Linked DNA regions of Mus musculus: region 2 is linked to region 1. The links are chromatin contacts, called in public promoter capture Hi-C maps. All regions are on one chromosome and are shown on one strand. The core of a region is the stretch at or near the end of the contact, and the rest is flanking DNA. Distances in the headings are between cores, read along the strand shown. Region 1 overlaps Mical3 (microtubule associated monooxygenase, calponin and LIM domain containing 3). Region 2 overlaps Tuba8 (tubulin, alpha 8).

Evidence for each region. Promoter capture Hi-C pulls out the DNA fragments that hold promoters and counts their contacts.
Region 2: a promoter capture Hi-C map of the HPC-7 cell line shows a contact between it and region 1. The contact joins two enhancer-like sites. A contact is called at or near these places in 6 of 39 promoter capture datasets (the C10 cell line, the HPC-7 cell line, cranial neural crest and 2 more), 4 of 115 datasets of contacts at active chromatin or transcription factors (acute myeloid leukemia, fibro-adipogenic progenitors, heart atrium and 1 more) and 2 of 9 other capture datasets (adipose tissue and embryonic stem cells).

Annotation. Positions count from the first base shown.
Region 1 is chr6:120,976,927-120,979,748 of GRCm38.p6, forward strand. The region is part of intron 20 of Mical3 (microtubule associated monooxygenase, calponin and LIM domain containing 3); the gene reads right to left. All of the region lies in intron 1 of Gm43915 (predicted gene, 43915), which reads left to right. Among named protein-coding and RNA genes, the nearest start is that of Gm43915, 19 kb to the left of the region's middle. Within about 2 kb of position 1,370, at least 121 of the 459 cell types and tissues checked have an H3K27ac peak or open chromatin away from gene starts, as enhancers often do. A contact at or near this core is called in the HPC-7 cell line and adipose tissue, where this site is marked.
Region 2 is chr6:121,224,882-121,227,703 of GRCm38.p6, forward strand. It overlaps Tuba8 (tubulin, alpha 8), which reads left to right. Exons shown (of 5, transcript NM_017379.2): 5 at 905-1,217. The coding sequence ends at 1,198. Among named protein-coding and RNA genes, the nearest start is that of Tuba8, 16 kb to the left of the region's middle. Within about 2 kb of position 1,395, at least 93 of the 459 cell types and tissues checked have an H3K27ac peak or open chromatin away from gene starts, as enhancers often do. A contact at or near this core is called in the HPC-7 cell line and adipose tissue, where this site is marked.

The DNA.
Region 1 (2,822 bases), core at 120-2,619:
GAGTGAGACCATGCCGCAAAACACACAAGGATAGAGGAAAAATAAGAAAAAACTGCAGAAAGCTCGGCACTTGAATTCTGAACGCATCCATCACTGGCTTCCGGGTGCTCATTAGCCTCCCTTGTTAATGAAATGCGCTGTCAGCTGCTTAGCACTGCTCAAATCTGAAGGGAGGCCATGGAGACTTCTGCACTCATCTTAAATTCTCTGTCCCTCCACCTCAGTGTGCCCTCGGATTGTCTAGACAGGCTGGGAGGGACCGTGTCTGACGTCCCAAGAGAGGGGCTGGAGTGCAGCCTGACCTCGCCCAGGCTATGTTATTAGGATGGCTGTGCTGGACATGATTCAGGGTGATGAATACGTCCCTCTGTGATGAAGACAATGAAGGTCCATGGCTGTTAGTGCCACGCCAGCTCGTTTTATGACAGCTCAGAGGCTGTGAGAGCCAAAAGGTCAGCTCCACCCCCCCCCACCCCACCCCCTCTAGTGGCTGTAAGCATAAGCATTTGCTTTTTTTTTTTTTTTTTTAAAGATTTATTTATTATTATATGTAAGTACACTATTGCAAGAGGCCTTTCTGTTTGTTTCTGCACAGCAGCCTCCCTAACTGCAGGAAGGACAGAGACAGACCCACAGGAGCTAGTAGAAACTTTCTTCAGGCTACCTCTACCATGGGACCTTAGGGGCTAACTGGAGGGTTGCTGGGCTCTCACACCACACAAGATTCACGGTGTAAATCCAGGACCTCACGCACGCCTGCCAAGCACGGAACCACTGAGCTACATTCAGCCTCAAGGCTCACGTTAGATCTCCTGGTTTACGCAGGCGCCTGAGCCTTGCTGGGGTCCTGCCTGGTCTGTTGAGGCTGGAGGGGAGGAACCAGCACAAGGGTGGGACGGCTGCCTTGAACTACAGCATGGACATTTTGTAAGTGAGGAGGGTCCACACAGAAGCAAGTTCCAACAAAAACATCCACCTTCCTTCTTCCTAGCAAAGGGAAACAGTCTTCTAGGAGGGATGGGGACCAGGAGGCCTAGGTAGGAGAGGAAGAGGTTAAAGGCCCACCTAAGTCACATAGTGTGTTTAAGGCCAGCCTGGGCGACTGAGTGAGGCTCTATCTCACAATAGAAAGATAAAAAGAGGACTGGGAGTATGATTCAGCTCGGAGTGCCTGCCCAGCACGCGAGAGCCATGGGTACTTCCTGTGAAGGCCCCTTTCATACTTCAGGGGACTTCCTCGGTCTCACTCCCCTGGCCGCATGACCACTCAGCTGCACAGCTCCAGCTTACGGCTGAGCGTGTCTAAGGCACAGGATTTCCAGCCCCGGGCCCAGCTCTTCAGTGCTTCCTCCAGACCTCAGCATCGACTCAGAACCAGCAGCTGTCAGGGCAGCATGTGTAGGAATTTAGTTCAGACGCACAGCTCTGAGAAGACAGACCTCAAAAGGGCTCTATGTCAATTCCCACGGGTCCTCTCTGCCCTGACTTCTTTCCCTCCCCGCTCTGTTTCTCTCTCCTCCTCCTGAGCCTTCTATAGTCCAGGCTGGCCTCAAATTCGCTACGTAGCAAGAATGACCTTGAACTTCAGTGCTAGACTAATCGAGCCACATCCTCCGCTCCCTCCCCCCATGTTTGGGGTGGGGGAGGCGGACAGGAAACAGAGAATGGCTTTGACTCTGAGGTTAAGCTTCTCCCATTCAGGGGCTGCAGTCTCCTCTGCCACACCCCTGGGTCCCACTGACCCTGACAACATGTGCTGCCAAGCAGGGGGCGGGGGGGGGGGGCAAAGAAGGCACATGTGTGTCATCCAGGACCCGTGCCCCTCGCTGCCTCTGTTGGAAGAGGGGCTAAAGCCAGAGGTAAGGGAACACAGGGATTCCTGTCCAGTCATGGTCTGCTTGGAGAGCAGCCCTTCCTCTCTTGGTGCCATCCACTTTGGGGAGTCCTCTGAAACCTTAACTGTCCTATTGCAAAAGGTACACGTTCTCCAGGGGCTCACTGACCGGCTTCTTTGTTTGTTTTGTTTTCAGATTTACCTTTTTGTTTTTTTGTTTTTTTTTTTAATTTATTTCATTACCAGTGTTTTACTTAACTGTGTGTCTGACATGACCAAGGAAACCAGGCGAGGATATCAGATCCCCTGGGATAGGAGTTACATAGGGTTGTGAGCCACCATGTCGGTGCTGGAAGTATAACCCAGGTCCTCTGCAAGAACAGAGAATGCTCTTCACCACTGAGCCACTCCCCAGCCCTGATCTATCAATTTTCTTTTTTATGTGCATGAGTGTTTTGTTTATCTGTGCATCACGTGCATGCCTGGAGCCTTCAGACATCAGAAGAGGATGTCAGATCCCTTGGCACTGGAGTTACAGAAGGCTGTGAGCCACCATGTGGGTGCTGGGAATCGAACCTGGGTCCTCTGCAAGAGTAACAAGTGGTCTTAAACATTGAGCCTCTGAGTGTTCCAGCCTCTGAGTATTCTTTCGAGCTAACAGAGAGCAGGCAATAACGAACACAGTGGCTGGGCTGTGCATAGGTTACCTTCCTAAACACGGGTCCAGTTCTCCCTGGCTCTTGCCTTTGGACAATCTATCTCTCCCACACCCCCACCCCAACACACATGCGAAGACACACACACACGCACACGCACAAACACACAGACACACACACACACACACAATGTGCCACCTGGAGACTTCTTTCCCAGGAGTCAACAAGGAGTAGTTAGATGGCTGATGAGTCTTGGTTGTCAAGGTTCGGTGACACGGCTTAAGACCAGCAGGCACTATGTGATCCAACCCGTGGAGGTGATTATAAACATC
Region 2 (2,822 bases), core at 145-2,644, 250 kb after region 1:
CTCCCCATCCCCCAGTGTGCTAGCAGATCTCCCTCCCCATCCCCCAGTGTGCTAGCAGATCTCCCTCCCCATCCCCCAGTGTGCTAGCAGATCTCCCTCCCCATCCCCCAGTGTGCTAGCAGATCTCCCTCCCCATCCCCCAGTGTGCTAGCAGATCTCGGGAGGTTGACTTGCTTGCGTGTGACTGTGTGACCTTTGACTTCTGTGGCCGGTATTTCTGCTTTTTTTCTAAGAACATTGTTTACAAGAGACCGAGCCTGACAAGCAATAACACCATCCCCAAGGACCTCTGTAATTTACTGCTCTGGATTCTCCCTGTGACCTCTCACGCAGCCCTTCACCCCGGCAGAGAGACTTCCCTAAAATTATTGCAAAAAAGACCAAGAGGGGCATCAGATAAGCATCTAGAAAGCCATGAGCTTGGTGATAATAATGCAAGTTCTAGAAACTGATCTGCCTCTCACAGGGAAGGTATTTCCTGCTCCCTGCCCCTGAGAGAAACACACAAGAAGCCCCTTTTCATGGCACAGCTTCATTTGCTATGTCTGCCAACTTGATAATTTCCACTATCATTTCCTCTTTCTCCTAGCCTATCCTTTATTTCTCTTCAGCCTTTAGTTTCTAAGCCCTCATGATGCTCCCGTCTCAGATCCATGGCACTGACATGACAGGCTCACACCGCCATGGCCCTTCCTTTTCACCTTTATTCCCCTCTCCCCCTGCCCGAGCATACATCCCTTACATCTGCCCACCCTTGTTCATTCACCTGCTTCGTCCTGCAGCCCCCACTCCATGCCCATGCCCTGGTCTTGCCACCATAGCTTCTTACCAACAGATGTCCTGACGTTGTCTTTGGCGGACTCGTGTGTCATCCTGTGGCCTGTCTTCTTTCTCTGTTCCCCAGGTGGGCATCAACTACCAGCCACCTACTGTCGTGCCAGGAGGGGACCTGGCCAAAGTCCAGCGAGCCGTGTGCATGCTGAGCAACACCACAGCAATCGCAGAGGCCTGGGCCCGCCTTGACCATAAGTTTGACCTCATGTACGCCAAGCGGGCCTTTGTACATTGGTATGTTGGAGAGGGTATGGAAGAAGGAGAGTTTTCTGAGGCCAGGGAGGACCTGGCTGCTCTGGAGAAGGATTATGAAGAAGTGGGGACTGATTCGTTTGAAGAAGAGAATGAGGGGGAGGAATTTTAAATATACACTTGCCCCATGACTATGCCTCTTTCTTTGTGTTGGTTCCACTCACAGCATGCTGGGTTCCTAGTGCTGCGTTCAGACACCCAGCTGCAGATGCACATGGTCTCTCCTGTTTTCTCCTCTTAGGATGCTGGGCTCACTCTTCTGTGGGGAAAAGGAAACCACAGAAAGAGAAAGTGACAGGCAGGCCTCTCAGTCCCAGCCTACTTCCTGTCCTACATAGACGGGCCCCTGACTCCAGCACCCAGGCATTGTGACCAGACACAAGGACACTGAACATACAGGGAACTCCCTCTGGAATAGAATATTTCATTACTGAAGGATGAAAGTGAACAGGTCACGAACATGGGGTTAAGAAACTTAATTCTAGTTTAGACTGAGTTGCCCTAAGACAGAGCCTGCTGTTGGAAGAATAGGACCACACCAGCAAAAACCCAGTCTGGGAAGATGCTGCAGAGAGATGGGATGGACAGACGCTTGTGTGATGGATCCACAGCACAGCCCTGACCTCGTCTGGATCGATCACATTCGTTCATCAAGAGTTTGAGTATCTCTATCCCTTTCCCTCTCGGGTGTGTTCCAAGACCCTCACTAGATGACGACCACCAAGAGTCCTGTCCCTGTACCTATGTCTGTCTGTCTGTCTGTCTGTGTTTTTCTATACTTACACACATTATGAAGTATAATTTAGACACCAGCACAGTGAGACATTAGCAATCACCATCAACAGACTGTAAGAACTAAGACAAAATTCTGTAATAAAAGTTATGCGAAGACCTGGGGTGTACAGTTCTGTGGTGAGCAAGTGCTTAGCACCTGTGACTGGGTTCATTTTCTACCACTGTACTCAGAGGGACAGAGCAGCAGATGTGTCTGCTTCCTCCTGTTTCCTCATCGGTGGATGTCATAACTCACTCTTCTATGGGAAAAGGAAACCATAGAAAGAGAAAGTGAAATGGATGGTGTCTGAAGTCTACTCTCTGACCCAGGCACTGTTAGCATCTGTTCCAAGGGTCAGAGAGTTAGAAACATGACAATTTTCTGCTTCCTAAATACATTTAAAAAAAATAGTAAGGTCACTTTAGATGGTGTTTAGAGATGTCAGAAAGTAATGACAGTATCTCGAGTGTCACTGTGGAAGGATGGAGTCCAGGACACATGAATCCAAGGATACTGCGCATGGGGAACAGCAATATGAAAACAGAAGGGGACACGTGTGTATGTTCCGACTGCAGGAGAGGCATTTGCTAGGAGGGTGGGAAGTCAGGTAGGCGCTGGAGTTTATCTAGCCTCAGAGGAAAAACACCGTGGATGCTTAGATATCTCTTAAGTGCAGCATAAGCACTTGAAGGCTTGAGGAAGGCTTCCACGATACCTAATCTTTTATCTACACCTTCTTCCATGTCCTCAACAATCTCAAGATGGAGTTTTGGGTCATTCTGTATGGACACAAGGATGGAGAGGTGACTGCTAGTGACAGCAAGGTAGAGTTCAGATGGGTCCCAACACCAGCCCCCTCTCCACTGGTCCTGCTCTTGTGTTCCTCATGAAATAGCCCACAGGAGAAACAAGCCTGCCGTTTGCTCAGGAGAGGATGGGAGGCACAGTGCATCCCTGCTGC